3 separate regions of the Sus scrofa genome follow, and all the other regions are linked to region 1. The links are chromatin contacts, called in public Hi-C maps. All regions are on one chromosome and are shown on one strand. The core of a region is the stretch at or near the end of the contact, and the rest is flanking DNA. Distances in the headings are between cores, read along the strand shown.

The links. A called contact is a pair of places that touch in the nucleus more often than the background predicts.
Region 2: a contact with region 1 is called in a Hi-C map of alveolar macrophages, with 3 times the contacts expected there. The contact joins the promoter of NCEH1 here to the promoter of FNDC3B in region 1. A contact is called at or near these places in 2 of 47 Hi-C or Micro-C datasets (alveolar macrophages and embryonic fibroblasts).
Region 3: a contact with region 1 is called in a Hi-C map of liver, with 7 times the contacts expected there. The contact joins the promoter of TNIK here to the promoter of FNDC3B in region 1. A contact is called at or near these places in 2 of 47 Hi-C or Micro-C datasets (liver and skeletal muscle) and 1 of 2 datasets of contacts at active chromatin or transcription factors (alveolar macrophages).

The regions. Positions count from the first base shown.
Region 1 is chr13:110,585,456-110,589,325 of Sscrofa11.1, reverse strand. FNDC3B (fibronectin type III domain-containing protein 3B) reads right to left here and starts at 1,862. Exons shown (of 26, transcript XM_021069801.1): 1 at 1,646-1,862.
Region 2 is chr13:111,205,625-111,209,494 of Sscrofa11.1, reverse strand. NCEH1 (neutral cholesterol ester hydrolase 1) reads left to right here and starts at 2,210. Exons shown (of 5, transcript NM_001243484.1): 1 at 2,210-2,469. The coding sequence starts at 2,332.
Region 3 is chr13:110,050,232-110,054,101 of Sscrofa11.1, reverse strand. It overlaps TNIK (TRAF2 and NCK-interacting protein kinase), which reads left to right and starts at 1,757. Exons shown (of 30, transcript XM_021071173.1): 1 at 1,757-2,243. The coding sequence starts at 2,187. LOC106507999 (a long non-coding RNA gene) reads right to left here and starts at 1,626. Exons shown (of 6, transcript XR_002338109.1): 1 at 1,013-1,626.

The sequences.
Region 1 (3,870 bases), core at 613-3,112:
CTCTCCAGTTTAAAAAAAAAAAGAGGGGTGGGGGTGATATATTCCCTCTTCCTTAGCTTTCCCTAGCAGGGCCTGGAAGCTGGAGGAAATTCAAATCAAATTAACTGCACATTAAAAAATAAACAGACAAGCCATCAGGGGGGTGCCCACCCAACAAAAGACTTCGCCCGTTCCAAAATATGATTAAGCCTGTGTGGAAGAGAGGGAGGGAGATTAGAAACTAACAGGGATGGAGAGAGAAACGCGTGGATCTGGGGCCCCAGCGTCGGCCCATCGCAGCCAAATTCCAAATTTTGTTTCAAGAACTTGCTGGACTGAAGAGAACAGAAATTAAAGTTTTTCCTTTCAAGAAAGTCCGCAAACGGTAATGTCTGGATAAACTGCCATTGCTTTCCCTCCGTCAGGAACAGCAGAGTAGGTGGTGAGGTTCGAAAAGCTCCAACCCCAACCGCGCACTCCTGGAAGCCTCCCGCCAACGGCGCCGCCAGGCAGCCCAGCCCCGTCTCCAGGGACACTGGGCCCGGGTGCTCCGGATCCCACCGGGCGCCCAGACCGGACCTTTGGGAAACTTCGCGGGCATAGCCGGAGGCCCCACTTTCGCCCAGAATGACAGGCCCTTCCCACGCCGGCAGGCCCCCGCCGCGCCGAGAGCACCAGACGGTCCGCGCACCCCTCCCGGCCGCCTCGGGGCGCGGATTCCTCCCGCCCGCCCCACCCCCGGCCCGGGCGCCCCTTGGGGTGACCCACTGACCGGAGCTACGCTGGCCCACACACCGGGTCGCCCGCTCCTTCCCGCCGTGCCCCACTCCCCCGCCCGAGCTTCCAGCCTCTAGGCTCGCCGAGTCCAGCCGCGGCCGCCGGTTACCGCCCCCAGCCCGGGGGGAGCCCGGGGGGCAGGACGGGGAGGGAGGACGTGGCGCGCACTGAGGTGGCCAGCGGCTAGGCGGGGAGTGTCCCGGGGAGGCCTGGCCTGGGCGGGGGGCCGGTGCGGGCTCGGGACCCTCCCTGTGTGCATCCAAGGGTCGGAGGTCCTGGCCCGCCCCGCCTGGCGCAGAGAGGCGGCCCCAACTTCTAGCCCCTCTTTGCACGCCCGCCCTCCTCCCTTTACCATATGGAAATCTACAGCCTCAGAAAGTGACACGTCGAAGATTCCTCGGCCTCTCCGCCCGCCCTCCCCCTCCTGGGCAGCGTTCCTGCCGCGGAGATTCCGGGAGGGGGAGCGGATTCCTCGGACAAAATCTGCTGGGAAGGCTGGGGAGGGCGAGGGGGGGAGGGAAAGCCCGGGAGCCACTGCCCAGATATTTTTTCCCCGATCAAGAAGAATCTACCCGTTTCTTTCCTTCCTCCAAGCCTTCACCAGCTGGGGGGACGAGCGGGGACCCGGAGCCCAGTAAGACGCGGCCCCAAAGGGGAGGCCGACCCCCTCCTGGGCCCCGTGTTCCCGGGGTGCCCAGAGGAGCGCGGGGCGCTCAGGCACTCTGGCGCCAAGTTTTCTCGGGAAGTCTGGCGCGCCCGGAGCGCTCCGGGACAGGCAAGCACTTTGGCGGACTCAGCGTCCGGCTGGGGCTTTCCAGCGCGCTGGGACCCCAGCGGCTGAGACGCGGGGTCCGGATCCCCTCCAGTCTCCTGCTCCTGCACGCCTTACCTTCCCTCGGGCTGAAACGCGGGGCTCCGGGCGCGCCACACACCGGGTCTACCACGCCTTCCCAGCCGCCAGCCCCGAGGATCCCTGCCGCCCCTTTGCTGCTCCCGCCGCCGCCGCCGCCACCGCTCTCCTCCGCCTCCGGCCGCAGCCGCCGCTCAAATAACTACCAGGAGGGTTAGATGGGGGATTCCGCCATGTCAATGATGTCGGGACCACATGGGGATTTGAGGCCCGCCCACTGCCGTAATCTGCCGAGTATAACCGCCGTTTTAAGTAAAGATTCGCAGGAACTATGGGATCCTCCTTCCCCACTAGGCCTGCATAACTATCCTAAAACTCTTTTTGGTTCAGCCAGAATAACGTAAAGGCTTAGGGAACGAGCAACTCCTGAAAGGCGAAGACTTCATGTTCTGCAAATGATTGCAACATCAATATAAATGCAGTGTCTGCTAAGTAATAATCAGAGTTGAGACTGACATTTTTTCATGTATTAACTTTTTTAAAAATCCCCACAACCTTGTGAGCTATTTTGTCACCTCCCTTCTCTGTTTCCCATAGAACTTTGTTCATATGGTTTATACAGCGTGAACAGATTATATCAAAGTTCAGTACCCAATATGCGCTCACAAGAGCAGAGACTCTTTATTCATATCTGTATTTCTGTATCAAACATAGAACAACGCGAAGGCCACAACAGCTTTCATTAAGTAATTGCTAAGTTTATATTAAGTCAAATGTCATGTCTCAGAAATTCCTGCCCTGGCTCAGTGGAAACTAATCTGGTTAGCATCTATGAGAAGGCAGGTTCCATCCCTGGCCTCGCTTAGTGGGTTAAGGATCTGGCAACGCGGTGAACATGATGTAAGTTGCCGACATGGCTCAGATCTGGCGTTGCCGTCGCAGAGGCGGGCAGCTACAGCTTCGATTCACCCCTAGCCTGGGAACCTCCATAGGCTGCAGGTGCGGCCCGAAGAAAGAAAAAAGAACAAAAAAAGTCATGTATCCTGTCGTACAGACTCAAAATGGTTATCAGACTGCATCCCATCCCACCTTTCAAATTATCCAGGGAAACAAGTAGAAGTTATCCCAGAGAGGCCACCTTCCTTTTTAGCTTCCCAGGTATTCGAAATAATCACATTTAGCCTCAATTGTTAGCCTACAAAGCAGAAGTAGGTAGTAACCAGGAGGCAACCTATTACTCTCATTGACCTAAAAAATATATAACAACCATTTATCAAATAAAGTTATTGTACAAAGTACTGCATTAAAGCCAGAAGAATATAAAAGAATACTGAGAAATAGCTCCTTTCCCTGTGGAATTTGCAATTCTTTTTTGGAGATGAGGGGGATAATGGCAAATCCAGACAAGTGGGGTCCTCCCTGGCTTATAAATCCTAACCAGCTTCTTTCCCCAAATATTCGCAAAGGGTGTCTTGAAGCCATCTTTCTAGAACATGGTTCCAATCCTAGGTCATAGTTCTGCATTGGAAGAGTTGTGGGGAAGCAGAGGTTCTCCAGCTCCTGCCTCAGTGTCTCACTTGTTCCTGAGCCCTGGCCTCCAATCCAGCTGAATTCATATATTTTAATCACCTCTGCCCCTCTGTCTGAAGCATACTTTTTCCTCTAGCCTCTCTGAAGATCATTTCCTCATCTTTGATCACTCCCTCCCTTCCTGTAGCCTCACAGCTCTTTTCCCCACAATCTCAAAATTCTTTTCAGTTCTCACATTGCTCTAAAGTTAGTATGTATCTCTTCCACTTGACTGGATCTCGTTCATTTTTGTATATCCAGCATCATCCTAGCATTGTGCTTTGAATATAGTGACCCCCTTATAAATGTTGTTGAATAAATTAATTCTAAAGTATGTAGAAGAACCTGAATTACTAGGTAAAAGGAAAAACTTCAGAGGGTAGAAGTTTGAATTCAAGTATAGAGATACATGCTTGGCCAAGGAGGTAAAAGTAGACAAGAGAAATTCAGAAGACAGAATTAGATCTCCCAATTTCTTCCACTAGGCCAAATTAGTTCTATGAAGAATCGATGATACAAAATGCCTTAAAATTTAAAATGTATGTTCGTAGGTATATAACCTCAGTATGTCATTTGTCTTCTTACCCTAATATCTAGCATCAGTTTTGACAGAGAATAGAAACACATTAAATGTTTCCAAAATGAGAGGAAGTATGGTGTAGTGGGAAAAGCAAGGAAATTATAATTACACAAAA
Region 2 (3,870 bases), core at 961-3,460, 620 kb before region 1:
TAAAAGACTTGTAGATCTCCAGAAGAAGCACTGAAAATTATAGTGGTTTCTTTGTGTTTTTTCCTTCTTCTTAGTTTCTATGTCTTTGTGCACTGCTTAAGGGAAGCTGCATGGCACTTACTGGCAGAGATAAATATTGGTTCCATCACTTACAAACTAGAAGACCATGAACAAGCTGCTCTGGGCCTCAAAGGGCTCATCTGTAAACTGAGCTTGTTATTACTGGCTAAAGATATAAGGATAGGTCAGGTGTTGGGGGTTTTTTTGTTGTTTGTTTTGCCATCAGCTTTAAGATCAATGATTTTATGAATACAATAAAAATTCAGGATAAAAATATTAAAGTCTACAAAGTAAAACCTTGAATTATTTTACAGATTACCTGAAAGCAAATTGTATTAATCAATCCAGGTGTCAGCTTGGTTGATAGCTCTGAGATTGTCTATAGTCACCTGTAGAGGTTAGCTTCCAATTCTAACCACATACATTCACTCACAAACATATACGTCTCTTTCTCTTTAGAGTTATATGCTTAGCTAGTTATAAAAAAAAAGAGATATAAAATTATGATCTCAAATTGAATGCTTGAAACATCATTGAAGTATACCCTTCATGTAAATGTTTTCTTCCTGGGAGTTCCTATCGTGGCTCAGCGAAAACAAAACTGACTAGGATCCATGAGGATAATAGATTCTATCCCTGGCCTTGAGGATTAAGGATCCAGAGTTGCCGTGAGCTGTGATGTAGGTCACAGAGGCGGTGTTGCTGTGGCTGTGGTGTAAGCCAGAGGGTACAGCTCCGATTTGACTCCTAATCTGGGAACTTCCATATGCTATGGTGTGGCCTCAAAAGACAAAATAAAATTAATGTTTTCTGGAGTTCCCATCGTGGCTCAGTGGTTAACAAATCTGACTGGGAACCATGAGGTTGCGGGGTCGATCCCTGCCCTTGCTCAGTGGGTTAGGGATCTGGCATTGCTGTGAGCTGTGGTGTAGGTTGCAGACGTGACTCAGATCGCATGTTGCTGTGGCTCTGGTGTAGGCCGGTGGCTACAGCTCCGATTCGACCCCTAGCCTGGGAACCTCCATGTGCCGCAGGAGCGGCCCAAGAAATGGAAGAAAGACAATAAATAAATAAATAAAATAAAATTAATGTTTTCTTCCAAACTTTGAATGGTAAACCAACTTTCTCCCAATAATTTCTTCAGTCCCAAATTATTTCACTGATTTGAATTTAAATTTAAATTACTATATCACAGTGCAAAATTATAGGTACCAAGTGTTTTAAGGCCTTGATCAGTAAGTTTGGAGTTATTCTCTAACCACCTCCTTAAAACTGTTCTCCAGTTTTTTCCTTCTGGATCCTTACTTGTAATTCTGCTCATGAAGTTCTCTCACATTCTATATCCACCCTTCTCCCCTATCTTTAATAGGAAATCTGGATTCAAATTCTTTTTTGCTTCCATGGACCCACTGAAAGAATTTTTTCACATGTTATTTCCCCATTTATTTATATTAGTGTAGACTCCTGAATATTTATTGTATTCACTTATTATAATCTATTATTATTTATTTTGATGATAAAAATTGCCCCAGCTTTAGCCATTGGGAGATCCTTCAAGATGCCGCAAGTGTCCATTTGACTAGTTCCCATCTTTTTTTAGCACCTTCTCTTCCAGAACAACATATTCATCCTATACTTTCCCTGTCCCAGCCCTGTAATCAGCCTTTTCTCTGGCCAAGAGTCGTGATTCCTTCTATTAGAGAATAAGATCTGGAAACCAGGATTTGGGTGCTAGTTGTACAAGTGGCTTATAGCTTGAGCTATACAAATTTATTATATTATTTTCCCCCACAAATCAGCTAGAGTTTACATTCCCTTGAAAATGTTTGTAGAAGACAGTGAATTTTTATTATCTTTCTCATATCAGACTCCATTTTGAGTCAGAATGGCCTGCGTGCTTTGGACAGACATAAACTCATCACACCGAAACTATTCTGGGCATGTTTCCCTTTGGGAATCTTCAGGAAGAAATCCTTGGTCACAGGCGTGCAGTACCGGCCTATGTCCTCCAGAGTCCGCTGTGCTACACCCAGCACAGCCCCAGAGCTTTCTCAAACCTGCATCCTCTACAATACTTTGCAAGGACACCTCTTTGCGTAGAGGGGGCGCGTCAGCTCTCTGACTTCCTCCCGACGCCGCCTCTGATAGGCTTCTGGGCAAATAAGAAACCAGTGAATGAGCTGCAGGCCTTTAGAAAAACTTGCCTCAGGCCCTTGGGTGGATTGCCCTTTTCTCCTTGTCAGCCGGGCGGGATAGCCAAGCCGGTAGAGGATGAAGTCGTCTTGTGTCCTGCTTACCGCCCTGGTGGCGCTGGCCGCCTATTACGTCTATATCCCCCTGCCTAGCTCCGTGTCCGATCCCTGGAAGCTGAGGCTGCTGGACGCCGCTTTCCGGAGCGCACAGCAAGTGGTGAGACGCAGCACATCGCTGATTCTCTCTCCCTCCTCTTAAGCAGTATTTAAAGGGGGAAACAGAATTTCCAGACTTTGTCCCACGAGAATTTGTATTTTTCTAACGCGATGAGGCAGTTGCTTTTTAAGGTGGTTCAGGCCGGCATTTTCAGGGTGTCGCATTCCCCTCCTTGCTAGCAGCGGGCTGGATCTGTGTCTCTTCGTCTGTGTTGGGAACGGACAAGGTGAAGTTCTGGAATAGAATTTGACTCCTGTTTAATACTTCGTCTTTTCTAAATGTCTCCATTCTTTCTGGGTTTGCAGCGCCAAAAACCAGTTTTACAGCATTTTATAAACCACCCCTTCCCCATTTCTGTTCACCCGTAGGGGGCGGCGGACAGTGAGTTAAGTGTTTTATTAGGAAGGTTCTGGGAAAAACAGTCACTGGTTACTGGGAATGCGGCCACCTTAAAAGCCGACTTGGGCAAGGGCGATCTCCCAGCATCCTGGCAATGGAGCCCTCCATTACCAGGGGCAGCAGGCAAGGCTCCTCCAAACACTTGGGGAACAACACAGATCTAGCATTTCATGCGTGGCACTCATAAGCCCAGCCCAGGAAAGGAGGCTAAGAGGCCTGGCTGGCTGGCTGGAGGCCAGATTTGTGGAGGTGGTAGCAGCAGGTGTTTGCATAATGCATTTGTTTTCTGCCTACCCTGAAACGTTTAGTTTATGTCCTTGACTGTAGAGGAAATAACCTTTGCCTGAGCCAGGATACCTTGGCTTACCCTGGCATGATCACATTTCTCTCTACTATATCATGGGTGTGTATTTCTTTAACTCCATAGACAGGAAAATGTAACTTTCTGGTTTATTCTATGTCAGAGACATTGTTAGTGCCAGAAATCCAAACTCTAAACTACAATCTGTAGTCAAGGCTTAGCCCTATAATTGAACAGTATTTCTGAGCAGCCTACTCTATCTAAACTTTTAACCCTCCTCCAAAACCAAGTCTCCTCCCTTCCCCCAACCTTGGGCTTTGGTCTTAGATTATTTTTGTAAACTCCTTTCAAGAATGACAACTAGAGGAGTTCTCTTTGTGGCTCAGTGGTTAATGAATCTGATTAGGAACCATGAGGTTGTGGGTTGATCCCTGGCCTTGCTCAGTGGATTAAGGATCTGGCGTTGCCATGAGCTGTGGTGTAGGTCACAGATGCAGCTCAAATCCTGCTTTGCTGTGGCTGTGGCGTAGGCCGGCAGCTACAGCTCTGATTGGACCCCTATCCTGGGAACCTCCATATGCTGCGGGTTCGGCCCTAGAAAAGGTAAAAAGCCAAAAAAAAAAAAAAAAGGAAAAGAAAAGAATGACAACTAGAGAAGGAGAAAAAAAAAACATGATTTTCTTAGAGGGTTAATTTTCTTT
Region 3 (3,870 bases), core at 508-3,007, 540 kb after region 1:
GCTTGCTGCAGTTACTACCTTGAGCTGGATGATTTTATTAGAGAATGAGAGATCAAATCTAATGTTTTGAGGAGCTCCGTTGTGGCAGAGCAGAAACTAATCTGACTAGCATCCATGAGGATGCAGGTTCGATCCCTGGCCTTGCTCAGTGGGTTAAGGATCCGGTGTTGCCATGAGTGTGAGTGGTGATGTAGGTCACAGATGGGGCTCCGATCTGGGGTTGCTGTGGCTGTGGTGTAGGCCAGCAGCTACAGCTCGGATATGACTCCCAGCCTAGGAACCTCCAAATGCCATGGGTGCAGCCCTAAAAAGACAAAAAACAAAAAGAAAAAACTAATGTTTTGAATATCACATATTCCAACGTTTGAATGGCCGTAACTCCTAGAAATGTTGTGATCACTGAGATGTTGGAACAATTTTCAAGTTTCATCATATGCACAATGCATATTAATAAACACAAGATTATTAACAAAAACAGCAGAGCGCATACCGAACGTTTGAAAATCTGATATCTGCAGTCTTGATGAACTAACTGCATTGGCTCCCATTCATTCATCTAAAAGCTTATTCTGAAGCTGATATTCACACTACTCGATTTAAAAACCCTCAGGGCATTTGGCTAGAAGAAAATTCTCTTCTTAAAGGAGGTGGAGAAAATGCTTTCAAAGCTACCGCTGTATTGGGGGAAAAGTTCAATTTTAGCATTTCATCCTATGGATTTCGCGTGGACAAGGCCAGAGAGGAAGGGCTGTGCGAGGGGACTGGGGGAAATGACTTCACACTCCAGATTACAGAATATCATGTTTACCACTGTAAACGTTCAGCCTTTAGAGGAGAAAGAGGGTGGAGGGGAATCGCTCTCAGCCGTAGGTCTTCTGTGTTACATCTTAGCCGACAGCCAAACTTTCTCTATCAGTCTGGGTAGGTCAGCAGCGGAAAAGCCTCCTGAAAGGAAAATGCTGGGTGCTAAGGCGGCGCGTGCTGCCTTAGCCAGTGTTGGCTTCGGAGTTACCTGAAGCAGTCAAGTCACTGCACCCGGAGAAAAATTCTCGTTTCAATTCGGTCGTTTCCGTGCGGGAATTGCGGCATGGGTAGGTTCTGGGTGTGGCGAGGCCCAAAGGAAGCTCAGATCTGCTAGCTTTCCCGCTTCTGGCAAACCTTCCTAACCCTGAGGCGGCGAGTGACCTGCCCTCGATAACTGCCCTCCGGGATCCCGGGGGCCCTGGCGGTCTCGACCCAGCGGCAGTTGCAATTTGGAGAAGCCCGGGGCTGGGCGCCCTGCGAGAGTGCGCGTCTCCCCGATTTGTTCCGCGGCTGGAGGCGGATCCTCTTCCCTCCACACAAGTCCTTATATGCACCGGTTGCACCAGCCCGCGCTACTCCAACCCCACAAATAATTAATGGGGGAGGGAGGGCATCGCTCTTTTCTTTTTTCCCTTCTGGATTTTTTTTTTTCAGCGCTAAAGCAATTGAACCCTGCCGAGAACCCCTCAAAATGAGACTGAAGGGCCATTTTGCTGCAGCGCACGAACTGGACACACGAAAATAAAGCCCCCTTGTCCCTACGATAAGCGAGGCATGGTTCAGGAACAGCTTTTCAGAACCAGCCCGATTAGCCTGCAAATGCCTGGGCTGAAAGGGTGAGTGCCCCTCCCCCACCCACGTTGGTGCAGAGGGACCGGGTCAGGAAGCGCGGCCTCTCCCGAGTCGGAGACCACGCCTCCTCCACCTCCCCCACCCCCACCTCCTCCTTTACTCCTCCCAGGAAGCGGTGATAGACAGTTCTGTGTGGTTCTCCACGCCCCCCCCCACCCCAGCTGAGTGGAGGAGTTGATGTGTCTCATTATAACAGCCAATGCAGCCGCCATCCACGCACAAGCAAAGAAGCATGTCCCATTTAAATACACCCACGCAGCCCCAGCGCCCTTAGCCGATCAGGGCGCGCAGCCCACACGCACCGCGGCTCCGGGCTTGGAGATCCGTGCAGGTTGGGCTCCCGGACTAGTGGACCGACGCGCGGAAGATCGCGTTCAGGCGCTGTGGGGCCGGGGTGGGCGGGGGAGGCTGGGCCCCGGGCCTCTGGCTCCACACCCGCATGAGGACGCGAGTGAAATAGACCAAGGTGGAATTTCTAAGGGAGAAGCTTCGGGGTGGTTTTGGTCCATTTCTCCCGCGAAGAAGTCGACATGGCGAGCGACTCCCCGGCTCGCAGCCTGGATGAAATCGATCTCTCGGCTTTGAGGGTGAGCAGAACATGTTTTCCGATTTCTTTCCAGTGTTTTGGGTCACGGTGAATTGAATGGGCTCCGTGTGTGTACTGGGGCTGTGGCTGGTGGGCAGAGACGGGCGAATGCGACGCGAGGGAACCTGGGTTCTAATTTTGATTCGGGGATCTGCTGAGGTGTTCCTGGCTAGCCCCCCACGGCAGGGGCTGTACGGTTCGTGTCCACCTTCGGTGGTAGCCAAGGCGCTCCCAAGAACGCGTGGAGATTATGCCAGTTTCATCTTAGACCGGTGTAAGAGCATTAAAAGGAAAGGCTCGTGTGTGTGTGTGTGTGTGTGTGTGTGTGTGTGTACAAGCCCCGGACGGTCGTCTAGTGCCAAGGCTCTAGATCCCACTATCTCTTTCTGCAAAAAGAATAACAGCGTGAATAAAGGCACTGGCCCCTCACGTTTTTCGGCTACCTCCAAGATGACATTGTGAGCCTGGCTGTCCCCACGAAGCCGAACCTGCCGCTCCAAGGGGACAGCTATTGCTATGCTGGTTTTGTAGATGGCACCTGCCTCCCCTCTTCCCCCTTTTCTGCCATTGGTGCCCAGACTCCCTCTCAGCGCTATCCTAAATGCCGGTCTGCCACTCACCTTTATTTATGGTTTTAACTCAGCCCTGCCTATGCCTTCTGACTTTGTGGCTATGACATTTCAGTTTTATGGCTGAACTTAAGCAGGTGAAAGGGATGTGTTCTCTGCTTTGCCCCCATCAGACCGGAACTCCTAGGAGAGAGAGGGAGAGAGAGTGTGTGTGTGTGTGTTTTCTCCGTGTCTGTGGCCAGTCCTTTGTAAAGCACCTGTCTCCCCCCAGCTCCCCTGGTTTGCATTTATCCTCACGTGAATTGCCTCAGACGCCGTTTCATTGTATTGACTAAGACATCACTGATATAGAATCCATTTTGCTGTTGTTTTGAGATCAGAATACCAGGAATCCTAGTGCAGCCTCGACGCCTCCCCACCCCCACCCCCCAATCCCAACACACTCCTTCAGGGAAGGGGGCAGAGCTTTCTTGCCATATTAATTAGATGCTGCCTGCTTGCCGGGAAGGGGGTGAGGGTTGGGGGGGGTGGCAGCAGCAGCGGGGGTCTCAGAAGGATTGGCCACCAATGTAAGCACGGCTTTTTCCTCTCTCGAATCAAAAATGAAATTAAAAAGAAAAAAGCGACTGTATATACTTGAAGCAAGGAGGATCGGTGAGATGGAATTGATGGTGGCTCTCAACACAGAGACACACAGGATGGGTGAAGCTTGGAAGTTCACACGCCCTCCTGAGGAATACATTGCTAGATTGATGCTAAATCTTGGGAATCTTGATACCAAATCTTCAGTACTTTTCTTAACATTGCCTCCTTGTCTACGGTTATTTTAAACAACTACCTTTGTGGTGAAAGTGGTACTTTTTCTTTAGTCTTCTTAATCCTCTCTCTCCCTGCCTACCCCCCCTCCTTTTTAAACCCACCCTCCCCTTCTCCTTAATCCTTACATCTCAGAGGTGGGGTTTCTGAGAAGCAGTCAAGGGGCTCAGAAGGAACAGAGATGCCATTTGAAATGGCTTTTTTGATAGTTGGGTAGCAAAAGCTCATTCATGCATTATTACA